Linked DNA regions of Gossypium hirsutum: regions 2, 3 and 4 are each linked to region 1. The links are chromatin contacts, called in public Hi-C maps. All regions are on one chromosome and are shown on one strand. Each heading gives the region's core, a stretch centred on a gene start, on an enhancer-like site or on the middle of the called end of the contact. The rest is flanking DNA. Distances are from core to core; before and after follow the strand shown.

The links. A called contact is a pair of places that touch in the nucleus more often than the background predicts.
Region 2: a contact with region 1 is called in a Hi-C map of leaf, with 3 times the contacts expected there. The contact joins the promoter of LOC121207615 here to the enhancer-like site in region 1. A contact is called at or near these places in 3 of 34 Hi-C or Micro-C datasets (all in leaf).
Region 3: a contact with region 1 is called in a Hi-C map of leaf, with 1.8 times the contacts expected there. The contact joins the promoter of LOC107895432 here to the enhancer-like site in region 1. A contact is called at or near these places in 3 of 34 Hi-C or Micro-C datasets (all in leaf).
Region 4: a contact with region 1 is called in a Hi-C map of leaf, with 2.7 times the contacts expected there. The contact joins the promoter of LOC107896380 here to the enhancer-like site in region 1. A contact is called at or near these places in 11 of 34 Hi-C or Micro-C datasets (callus, hypocotyl, leaf and 1 more).

Annotation. Positions count from the first base shown.
Region 1 is chrA10:106,443,037-106,446,156 of Gossypium_hirsutum_v2.1, reverse strand. It overlaps the pseudogene LOC107896366. Among protein-coding and RNA genes, the nearest start is that of LOC121207608, 9.8 kb to the left of the region's middle. Within about 2 kb of position 1,441, at least 7 of the 9 cell types and tissues checked have an H3K27ac peak or open chromatin away from gene starts, as enhancers often do. A contact at or near this core is called in leaf, where this site is marked.
Region 2 is chrA10:106,903,640-106,906,759 of Gossypium_hirsutum_v2.1, reverse strand. LOC121207615 (dolichyl-diphosphooligosaccharide--protein glycosyltransferase subunit STT3B) reads right to left here and starts at 1,619. Exons shown (of 7, transcript XM_041077968.1): 1 at 579-1,619; 2 at 1-30. The coding sequence starts at 1,436.
Region 3 is chrA10:106,829,701-106,832,820 of Gossypium_hirsutum_v2.1, reverse strand. It overlaps LOC107895432 (probable leucine-rich repeat receptor-like protein kinase At1g35710), which reads right to left and starts at 1,607. Exons shown (of 1, transcript XM_016820715.1): 1 at 1-1,607. The coding sequence starts at 1,607.
Region 4 is chrA10:106,719,040-106,722,159 of Gossypium_hirsutum_v2.1, reverse strand. LOC107896380 (NADH dehydrogenase [ubiquinone] 1 alpha subcomplex subunit 6) reads right to left here and starts at 1,516. Exons shown (of 2, transcript XM_041077964.1): 1 at 1,058-1,516. The coding sequence starts at 1,270. It overlaps LOC121207611 (peptidyl-prolyl cis-trans isomerase CYP22), which reads right to left. Exons shown (of 8, transcript XM_041077963.1): 6 at 2,789-2,821; 7 at 2,415-2,471; 8 at 2,083-2,297. The coding sequence ends at 2,187.

The DNA of each region.
Region 1 (3,120 bases), core at 192-2,691:
ATTAACACTAAATCTAAGTAATTTAATAAAAATAAAATTAAATAATTATAATGTCAAAATGTAAAATAGTATCTAAATATTAAATGAGTCACCAACTAACTAATTTCATTTTTAGTGTACAAATATGATTTTATTATACTTACCGCTTTCATATATAACAAATGAATGTTTGTACTTTACTCACCGTCTTTAGTGTAATAATAAGTTGATGTCTTGTTAAAAAAACACTTCAAAATAATTATAAAAGAAATCCTTAAAAATAAATTCAGATAACAATTTGTTTAACGTAGAGACATCGCGTAATCAAAATGCAGAAATTAATATACACTGAAACAGCTCCGACATTGTTCTATAAATAGGCAATGTCTTTGATCACAATTATCAACCAAAAATCCATGGCTTCTTCCTCAATACCATTCGAACTCATCATCTTCTTCCTCTTCTTTGCATCTTCCCATGCTTTCTCTTCTAAAACCATACCCTCCAGGGAAGCTGAAGCTCTTCTAGAATGGAAAGCTAGCCTCCACAGCAACAGCCAAACTTTGCTATCTTCTTTGTGGGGTGGAAGCAACCATTGCAATTGGACTGGAATCACTTGCAACAGTGCTGGAAGCATCACCAATATGACCCTGAGAGGATATGAATTGAAATTGAGAGGTACACTTCACAATCTCAACTTCCTTCACTTCCCCAACTTGATTTGGCTTCAACTTCGAAACAAGTCATTGTATGGGTCCATTCCTTCACACATCGGAAACCTTTCCAACCTCAACTTCCTTGACTTGTCGTACAATAATTTCTCTGGAAATATCCCTTTAGAAATTGGCTTATTGAAAAGTCTTTATACGATCTCCTTACAGAACAATTCAATCACTGGTTCCATTCCACGAGAAATTTTGAACCTCACCAAGCTTCACCATCTGGACTTGGCACAAAATAATATCTTTGGAAGTATTCCTTCTGATATAGGAAGGTTGACTTCACTTTCTGTGCTTTTTCTTCACCAAAACCTTCTCACTGGTACAATACCTATTTCAATTGGAGACTTGCAGAATTTATCCCAAATTTACCTCGTTGGCAATAGGCTCAATGGTTCCATACCTAAAGAGATCGGAATGATTAGATCGCTTTGGCACCTTGATATTTCAGACAATTACCTAACTGGTCCTATCCCAACATGTATAGGAAACTTAAGTAACATGATATATCTCTATCTGTATGGTAATTATCTCTCTGGTTCTATCCCCAGTGAGATAGGAATGCTCAAATCGCTTTCCGTATTGCAGTTGTTGAAAAACAATCTCACTGGTGTCATCCCTGTTTCCATAGGAAACTTGACTAACTTGGACAATCTTGAGCTTGATTCTAATGGGCTTTCTGGTTCTATCCCCAGTGAGATAGGAATGCTCAAATCTCTTTTCGACTTGCAGTTGTCGGAGAATAATCTCACTGGTGTCATCCCTGATTCCATAGCAAACTTGACTAACTTGGACAATCTTGGGCTTTATTCTAATGGGCTTTCTGGTTCTATCCCAACTTCCATGGGAAACTTAAACAAGTTGTCGATACTTACGGTTTTTGAAAATAGTTTATCAGGCCTTATTCCTCAAACTATGAACAATCTTAATCGTTCAAGAATATTAGACTTATCATACAATCATCTTAGTGGTTCATTACCTGAGAATGTGTGCCTGGGGGGATTGCTAAATCATCTTGCAGCTATCAACAATAATTTGACCGGTTTGATTCCATCAAGTTTGAGAAACTGTACTAGCTTATACAGATTTAGGCTTGAAGGGAACCACTTAACGGGGAATATATCAGAATCCTTTGGTATATATCCAAATTTGGATTTTATTTCATTAAGCAACAACAACATTTTCGGAGAACTTTCTCCAAATTGGGGACAATGCCATAATCTAACAAGCCTACAGATCTCCAATAATAACATTTCTGGAAAGATTCCATTCGAGTTGGGACATGCAACCCAATTACAAGAACTTGATCTCTCTTCCAATCATCTAAATAGTGAGATTCCGAAGGAACTGGGAAAGTTGACAATGATGAGCCGCCTTTTTCTAAGCGGTAACCAATTTTCTGGCAAAATTCCATCAGAGATAGGACTTCTTTCAAAACTCGAACAACTTGACTTGGCATCAAACAATTTTAGTGGGCCTATTCCTGATGATCTTGGAAATTGCGTCAAGTTATTCAACTTGAATTTGAGCAAGAACAACCTCGAAGAGAGCATTCCATCTTCAATAAGCTACATTAATGCTCTTCAAAGCCTAGATTTGAGTCAGAATTCACTTATTGGAGGTATCCCACAACAGTTTGGAAAATTACAGTCCTTGGAAGTATTGAACCTTTCTCACAATATGCTCGACGGTTCCATCCCGGAAGCTTTTAATAATTTGCATGGTTTGAGAATTGTGAACATATCTTTCAATCAATTTGAAGGTCCTATTCCAAATCTTAAGGCTTTTCATGAGGCATCGTTTGATGCCTTGAGAAACAATAAAGGCCTATGTGGTAATGCCACAGGACTAATGACTTGTGCTCCTTCTTTTCTGGCCAACCATGGTCATGGAAAAAGGACAAAAGTCATCATTTCAGTTATCCTTCCACTCTTTGGCAGTTTATTTTTGCTATTTTTATTGGTTGGAAGTTTCTTTACTTTCTGCAAAAAGACTCAAACCAATGAATCACAGCCAAAGGAGGAACAACAAGGAGATATTTTTACTGTTTTGGGTTTTGATGGAAGAATACTCCATGACCACATCATTGAAGCCACTGAAGATTTTAGCTCTGACTATTGCATTGGTTCAGGAGGATATGGAAGTGTTTATAAAGCTGCATTACCAACTGGTCAGGTGGTTGCTGTGAAGAAACTTCACCAATCTGAAGACAACATACTCATCAACAACTTAAAAGCCTTTGAAAGCGAGGTTTTGGCTTTATTAGAAATAAGGCACCGTAACATTGTGCAGATGTATGGTTTTTGTTCACATCCAAGTCATTCTTTTCTCGTTTATGAGCTTGTGGAAAGGGGAAGTTTGAGAATGGTGTTAAGCAACAATAAACAGGCTACAGAGCTGGACTGGAAGAAGAGGGTAAATG
Region 2 (3,120 bases), core at 370-2,869, 460 kb before region 1:
GTGCTTCACCCAATCTAAAAAGTAGAAAACCTACACAAGTAATCCAAACATGATTAATGCAACTTTCCATTACCAGCTCAACGCTCTGACAGATAGAATCACAAAACAAACCCGCAAACCACTTTCATTTTATCATTACATGTAAAACTAATTTTTTCCTACTTGCAGAGTTTGCCACATAGCTGGATGCAGAAGAACAGAACACACATCAATCAGAGCAATACCACTTGAAGACAGTTTCCATCGAAGACCAATGTTTCTTTTCTATGTTACCGTCAAGTTTTGAAGATCAAGAACACTATTTCCACTAAAAAAGACCAAAGCATACATTGCAAAAGAAATTTTCCTCAGTTTATGCTTTTACTCAGGCATGGAAAATTGTGTATCCTTGTCATGTTCATATATAGAAACATTCATGTATCTTTTTTGTGTTTTAATCTTGTTTTAGTTAATTTTCCATGCCAGTGTTCAATGTAAGCACAAATATACACATTTATCAAGCACTAATTGTTTAGACTACTACACTACTACCAAAATTCATTAAATCGACTGCAAGAAACAGCTAGAAATAACAGAACCTGCATCAAGAAGAAGACGCCCATGACGGCCATATGTTCACCGGATTGCACATGTTGAAACCCGACAAAGCGGATCTGCATTGCAAGCAACATTCCCAAAATATACATACAATTATATGCAACATATAATCTCATTGAATACCTCCCAGTAATCAAGAGCACCAGCACATAAAGTGGGATCAAGTTAATAATAAAAACATATCCTCCCCAAGCTGAAACCATGTAAAAATAACCAAACGCCGAAGCCAAGCTCCAAGCCAACGATCCCGTATTAACGGCCTTCACGAAGACATAAAACGTGAAAAGCAAAGCGAAAATGGCGACCCCTTCATTATCATAAGAACCAGCCACGGACCTGGATATGTAACCAGGACAAATGGCGATCAAAATGGCGGCGACAAGACCGGCACCGGAATCCCAGATTTCTTTCCCGAAGAAATAAGCGACGAGGGTCGTATTGGAAGCGAAAAACGGAGCTGTTAAAACGCAGACTTCGCGGATATGGACGGCGAAACGAAGGAAACGGAGGATGCGATAAATGAGAACGGCGGTCACCATGAGACCTGGGTAAAGGGTGCCGCCGACTATTCGGCCTAAAGGGTACCAGCTTTCATAGTCGAACCAATTCCAGAAATCGTAGAAGCCGTTCTCGGTGAGGTAAAGAGTGGTGCGATAATTGAAGTAGGGGTCAAATTCATGGATCATGGATTCATAACGGAGGACAGAGAAGAGACGAGTGATGAATGCCAAGATGTAGACGAGACAGAGGATGGAGACTCGGATCAAGAGTTCTTGTTGCTTGGTTTTGAGTTTGAAGGACTTCAACAGATCTGATGCGGATGCGGGCATGGTCGCCATAATTGATTTGCTGCAAATTCTGGGTTTGGTTTGGTTTGGATTTGGTTTTTCGCTTTTAAAGGATCATATGGAGGGAGTGGAGGAGGATGTAAATGTATGATTTGAGAACTCTCAAAACCCTTGAAAAACACTGGGACTTTCAGTGATCTAAAGTAGTTGTCGTCTCAGTCTATAGTTTCTTTGAGTTCTCATAGGTCTCACAGTTATGCGATATTTGGGTCAGTTAATGTTTAATTGGGCTTTTTGTACTTTGTTTTGGTCCAAATTTTAGTTCTTGTCTTGCTTGTTGTTATGACTTCATTGTTTGTTTGCATATTTGAACGAGCACAACTCGTACAAATCTCACATCTTATATGTATATACATACAAGAGGATACACGGTGACTCAATTTTTAATAAGTTTACATTTTGATCACTCGATTTTAAAAAGTTACAAATTGAAAATTGAATTATTTAAAAAGTTACAAGTTGATCACAAAGCCATTAAGGGCCCTTTTGCATAGGTGTTTACCTCCATTGCGGTGCATTTAATTTTCTTTTTGTCTCACGCTACAATATTGTTACAATATCTAATCTCACTACCACTATTGTTTTGACACTAACCGCAGGTAAATAGGAGCTTAAGTTGCTAACGAACATCAATTGTAGCCATTAACTCATTGTTCATTATAAGGTAAACTATACTTAAGGTCATTCAACTATTAGTAAGTTCACATTTTGGCTACTCAATTTCAAAATTTTTAGTGTTTCACAAACTTCCCTCACAATTGTATTCCAGTGATCTCACCACCATTCGATCTCCTCCTCTGACGAAGAAACACATCGAACTAGAGCTTTTTCTTTCCTCTTTCAACTTTATGGTCTAATTTTTCTTGAAATGGCTTGAAACTTTGTTGACTTAAACCCGAAGCCCTAATGGAGAAGCTCTCCGATCTCCATCCACCATCACCAAATGGTCGCCTAACTCTAATATGTTCATTTTTTCTAGTAAGACTTTCTCTTTGACTTTTTTTTTAGCTTCCTTCTCTTAGAACTTTTTGACTAACTCCTGATTGAATTTGGTATGTTTGAGTCTTCATATTTTATATTTTTATTCTTTTTTCACTAATTTTATTATATCCATTTGTTTTCGTATGCCCTATTTGGGGCTCATTAAAATAAGAGACTTTCTTTTTGTTTTATTTGTATTCTTGTTTGCTTCGATTGTGATTGTAGTGATATTTGGTTGTTGGTTTGAGGTAAGGGTGTGTGAATAGCTTGATTGTGGATTTTTCTTAGGTTATGGTTTTGGCTGAAGGGTAAATGATGAGTAGGTTAAGAATGAAGAGTTGCTGAGTTGGTTGGATTAGAGGTGAGGCATGGTGTCGATAATGACTTTGTAGGACTTGGGGCTTGAGTTGTTGTTGGTATTGTTTGGATTATCAAGTTAGTGAGTAGTGGTGCAAAGATTGAGAGACCAAAGTATAAACTTGTAAAGTTAGTTCAGTGAGCAACTTGTAACTTTTTAAAATTGAGTGACCAAATTATAAACTTATTAATAGTTGAATGATCAAATTATAAACTTTTCGGTCCTACATTTGACATATGTTCTCAACTTAATAGCTCAATTACTTAAATGATAACTTTTGAATAGTTCTGTAACCAATTTGTAACTTTTTGAAATTGAATGACCAAACTGTAAACT
Region 3 (3,120 bases), core at 358-2,857, 390 kb before region 1:
GAAAGATCAAGTTCTTGTAGCTGGGTTGCATGTCCCAATTCGAATGGAATCTTTCCAGAAATGTTATTGTTGGAGAGACGTAGGCTTGTTAGATTATGACATTTCCCCCAATTTGGAGAAAGTTCGCCATAAAAATTGTTATCGCTTAACGAAGCATAATTCAAATGTGGATATATACCAAAAACTTCTGATATATTTCCAGTCAAACGGTTTCCATCCACCCTAACTCTGATTAAGCTTTTGCAGTTTCTCAAACTTGATGGGATAGGACCTGACAAATTGTTGTTGATCACTGCAAGTCGAGTGAGTACTCCACCGAGGCATAAATTTTCTGGTAATGTACCAGTGAGATGGTTGTTTGATAATTGGAGATTAGTAAGATTATTGTATATTGGAGGAATGGGGCCTGACAAACTATTTTCACCAAGGAAAACTTCTGATAAGCTGCTCAAGTTTCCTATGGAAGTAGGGATTTGTCCAGAGAATGTGTTATTAGACAGATCCAATTGACTGAGAGATTTAAGCATCCCTACCTCTTTAGGTATCAATCCAAAAAACATATTCTGAGAAAGGCTAAGAGTAGTTAAGTTGGTCAAGTTTCCTATGGAAGTAGGGATTGGACTAGAGATTGAGTTATCAGCCAAAAGCAAAAAGTTGAGAGATTTAAGCATTCCTATCTCGCGAGGTATTGAACCAGAAATGGCATTTGTATCAAGCATGACACTAAATAACTTGGTCAAGTTTCCTATGGAATTAGGGATGACGCCACCGAGATTATTTTTCGAGAACTGGATCATGAAAAGTGATTTAAGCCCTCCAATTTCATTGGGAATAGAACCAGAAAGATGATTTCCATACAAGAAAAGATACACCAAGTTACTTAAGTTTCCTATAGATGCCGGTATAGGACCAGTTAAGCTGTTTCCTGACAAGTCCAACATATAAAGTGACCTCAACGTTCCAACTTGTTTAGGTATAAAACCATTGAGTCGGTTGCTGTTAAGGTCAAGCCTGTATAAATTATGCAATCTTCCTATAGAGGCAGGGATTGGACCACTTAGATAGTTACCATAGAAATAGATATTAGAAATTGTACTCAGATTTCCTATTTCTTGTGGAATGGGACCACTAATCTTATTTGCTATTAAGGAGATCAATTGAAGACTTCTCAACAAGCAAATTTCAGATGGGATATGTCCTGAGAAGTTATTGTATGACAAGTCAAGGAAGATGAGTTTGGAAAGGTTTCCAATGTGCGAAGGAATGGGCCCATACAATGAGTTGTTTCGAAGGTGAAGCCTAATCAAGTTAGGCAAGGAAAGGAAATTGAGATGGTGAAGTGTACCTCTCAATCTCAAATCATACTCTGCAAGGCTTAGATTGGTGACGCTTCCGGCATTGTTGCAAGTGATTCCAACCCAATTGCAATGGCTACTTCCGACCCACAAAGAAGAGAGAAAAGTTTGTGTGGTGTTGTCGAGGCTAGCTTTCCATTTTAAAAGAGTTTCAGCTTCCATGGAAGTTATGGAGGATGACGAAGAGAAAGCATGGAAAAATACAAAGATGAGGAAGAAGATGAGTTTGAATGGTACTAAGAAAGAAGCCATGGTATTGATAGTTGAAATTAAGGAGCTTGTGTGGTTAATTGTAATAAAAGGCTTTGGTTATTTATAACAGAAGATTGGTGCTGTTTCAATCACCATGAAGCTTCGACATCAAGTGGAAAAAATTGCAAGTTGTAGATATGACATGAAGGGATCTTTCACAATCTGTATTAATTATATTGTTCAAGACCTGCTGTTTGGACAGACTTAAGTCAAGCCTGTGCCTTACAAATTCTACCGTCGGGGATAGGCGATAAAGTCAATTTACTGGAGTTCCAATAATACAATTACTTGATTACCTAATAAAAATAAATTTGATTTTTTTTATGTTTATTTTCAATTTAATTATATTTTAAATTTTAATTAAATATGTTTTTTTAAAGGGAAAGTGCTTTTTTATTGATTTTAAGCTTACATTTATTTGTTTAATCAAAAAATAAATTTCATTTTTTATATTTTAAATTTAAATTTGAATTGAAATTTTTTATTATCAATTAAAAATGGAGTAAATTATCCTTATAGCCACTTTAAAATTAGGTCATTCCTATTTCGATCATCCAAAAAACTTTTTTTTTTGTTAATTTGGTCACTGCTAAAGAAATCAATCAAACTGATTACTCAAACATTAAGTCCATCTTTTTTTTTTCTTTCTTTCTATTGGGCTGAAACCCGAATTAAGCAACAAACAAGAATGAATGGAGAAAATTGGATGTAAATATTTATGTAGAAAAACTCGTCTAGAGAGAATAAAAAAACCACAGGTAAAGAAAACTTCACTAAAATGGCAAATAACCGAAGAAGAATAAAAGATGGAGGAAAAACAAAACAAGCCCTTAAATCCTAAAAAATACAAAGCTCACTAACTAAAAAACAAAATTCTTCTTACTTTCATTTGCTGAGTTGTTGAATCAATCTCTCCAGAGTTGCTAAAAGCTCTATTTATAGGTTGAAATTCGTGGGCTAATATGATTAAAATATTCCTAGAGTTATTAAAGTTCAACCTAGAAAAAATAGCAGAGTTTAACAAGGAGAAGAAACCCAATTTAGTAGGAAATATGTTGTTATGTCGTGACGTCATTTATCGGCTCGTTGAGACTTCACATGTCACATCATCGGGACGTCGGCTCTTCCTTATCATGGTGTCGACTCTATTTCGCCCAAGATGCGAGATACATTCCATACTTTCCTTATTCTTTTATCTTTTTCCTTATTTTTGCTATATCCTCTCCTTTTCTTCATCTTTTCCCTTTTCTAACCTAAAAATCCTAACAGTTGCCTCCCTTAATGATGTCATTGTTGCTCCTGCCAAGCATGAAAATTCTAAAATTTTGAGAGTGACCTCACAACTTTTGAGCTTTCTTTTTTAAATCTAAACCTATAGATCTAAAGAGGAGGCTTTGGGCTTCACTTTGGTGGTTTTGAATCGGCAATTTAGCGTCAGAGAAGACATCAAATGACAATAGTAAGAAGCGGTGATTGTGGGTAAGGATAAGAAAAACAAGAAAAATAGGGAAAT
Region 4 (3,120 bases), core at 267-2,766, 280 kb before region 1:
AAAATATATGGAGGGAAAAAAACAAACATAATAAAAAGTAGAACTCTTCTAGCATCAAATATGTCATCAGTTTCTCTAGAGAAAACCTGCAATACCAGTTATACACTAGAAGCAGGTTTGATTGATCAATTTCCATAGAAACCACCCCAAAATAAGCTTTAAACCTCATTCTCAATGTGAAAAACAATTTTATTTGCAGCACAAATTATATATGATTAATACAAATGGTTCATTTTGATATGCAAAATAATCCTCATTCACCATCAACAGCCACTGTATCATCTGGCTAGAGTACAAGAATTATTCAAGATGAAAAAACAAGAGGGTTAAACCTTAGCTTTCTCCATGCCATTCAAAGGACTTCAAACTCAAAACAGCTTATCGAAAGATTACATCAATGGACATTCAAAACAAGTTTAAACTGTTCCATTTACGACTTCGTAGCAACATACGGAACAAGCCAGAGTAACTGGCACACAAAGCACTAGAAAGTAAAAAAGACAATACTAGAACAATTGTTCACGAAGCTATTGAAATCCCAGTTTAATCCAAACATTTCATTTCAGAAAAACTCATCAGCATTCTCCAAATTAATCTTCGAAAATATACCATCAATAAAGCTCTTCTTAAATCTCATTTCCAGTCCCCCTCTTGATCAGAGGAGAGCACAATGAAGGCAACTCATGAAATAAATCTGATTCAACAGCATAATTTAGCATTCCCGTTAAATATAAAGACATCGAAATCGAAACTACTTCCCCAAAACAATAAAAAAATAAAAATATCCAACCTTTTCCATCACAATCCTACATCAACTAAGCTTAGATTAAACTCAGATTTCAATAGGATAATCACCATTCCTTGAATAATCTTATTTTTCATTTTTTTAATTTCTCTTAATTCAAATTAGCTATAAATTTTATTTATTTCCAGAAATTAAGTGCAAGCAATACAATATTTTCCTAACCCTAGGAAAGATGCAATTTCCCAAAAGTTTAACAAATCAAAAAATAAATTAAATAAAAAGGATCTAAAACGGAGAGATTGGGGAACGGACCTTAGGGTTAGTAACATGAGAGTTCTTACGGATCTGGGAGGAGATGGAAGAACGGAGCTCGGATTTGGTGACGACGTCGTCTAGGTTATAGATATCCATAATAGTGGGGATTGACCGACAAGCTTGTCTGAAGAAATCGAAGACCCGGCTCTTTGCTTCTTCCAAACTCGCTGAGTTGGGCGGTACTTTCACACTCCTCAATGTGAATGCCATTTTGGGTAATCTGAGTTCAAACTCGACTCGACTCGTTCAGTGACTCTTGAGTCAGGAGGTGAGAGGGATAATGTGGGAGGAAATGAACTTAGTACACCTGTTATCAATGTGAAGACTCCAGAAGCCCAAACGCTGTCGTTTTACTGCAGTAGATCAGCCATAGATAATAGATGGACTGAGTTTTTGAGCCGGGCTTTAGTTAAGATTTTCAGTCTCAACTCTAAACCCGGTTTAAACCCAACTTAAACTCATTCTTTTTATTACATAAATAATCATTTATAAATACATCTAATTTAGTTTAAAATATATTTTGTAAAAACTAAAATATCAGTATAAAAGATTGCATTAGCTCAATATATAATTCAATTCGTTAAATGCCTTTTTTTTTTGGAATAAATATTAATAATGCCAAAAATTGTACTAAGATTTTTAAATTGAAAAAAGTGAAAAAAAATAAATTTAAAATTTTTTTAGTATAAAAACTAAATATCAAGTACAAAATATTTTGAGATAAAATCAATTGTGCAATATTCATAATCAAAGATTTGATATCAATTTTAATGTTTAAATATTAAATTCATATAAATTTGATTAAATATAGTTGATATAAATCAAAGAAATCATATATTCAAATCTCATTAAATTCTGTATAAAAGTCAAATAGATGGATCTTAGAGTAAATAAGTTCTAAAATTTTTATTAAGTCTTAACTTGTCAATACAGAAGAATGTGAGTTCGGATGTGCTAAAGTGCATTATACTCTTATTTATGGATTGGGGAAGGACTAGTCATTGCCTCAAAAAGAGCAGATATAATCGGAACCTATAATGAGATTGTTAAAAAAAACTAAAAGTTTTACAGCAATTTCATTTATGGGTAGTCTTCCTCAGCAAATGTGTTAAATGAATTACTAGTTTTACATTTCCCCACACTCAGCTATAATGCATGGTAATTTCGGCCGGTTGTTTGGTCCTGTAGCCACATTCTCGATCTTCCGAACAACGAGAAGACAATCTCCAAGTACCCTCTGCGCAATCACGGACGAAATAATTCTTCGTCATTTCTATGAATATTATTCGACTTTCAAAAATTGGGGAAATCCAAAATCCGGATGTACTCTGCACTAAAAGGTTAGAGAACATACCCCGAATACAACATGCTTATTATCAAGCCACTCACATTTCGCGCACGTGATAAAAAACTGCAGTCAATAAAGACCAAAATCAATATACGCGATAGTTCATAACAGTAGACAACCATACTGACAGTGCTCGAAGAGTTTGTGACAACAATACTTCCATCAAATCCCAATTCACCTGACTGGAAACTTGCAGACGGATACATGTCTCTAAGCATAGATATGGTACAAATAGAAAATTCTATTATCTCGCCTTTAATATGAGACACTTGATCATTACTCATACTGTGTGCATTAATGGAAATCGGCATTTCTTTTTAAATGCACCAGATAGCAGATGTGTGTGTATGCAAGCAAGAAATAGAAATTGAGTAGGTTACCTGACAACCATTGGTATTTGGACCACTGTTTGCCTGCAACATAAAAGGTAAAACAATATACAACTTTAGCAGAATTTCACTGAAGGTTTCCACATCCTAGTACCTTTACTGGTCAACGGTATATTTCTTTCTCCCTCCATTGTGAGACTTCGTCTCCCAGACTCGGGTGTCAATGTAAGATACAAGTATGTTCAGTTTTTTTAAAAGTTTTTCCAAGTATTTGCATAGTCATGTCCAAATATGTGCCAAACACGGGTATTTCAAGAAAAAACAAAGAGTTGAAGAAACGACTGTGTGAATGTTTCACATATATGTGTGTATGGCTACTCAAA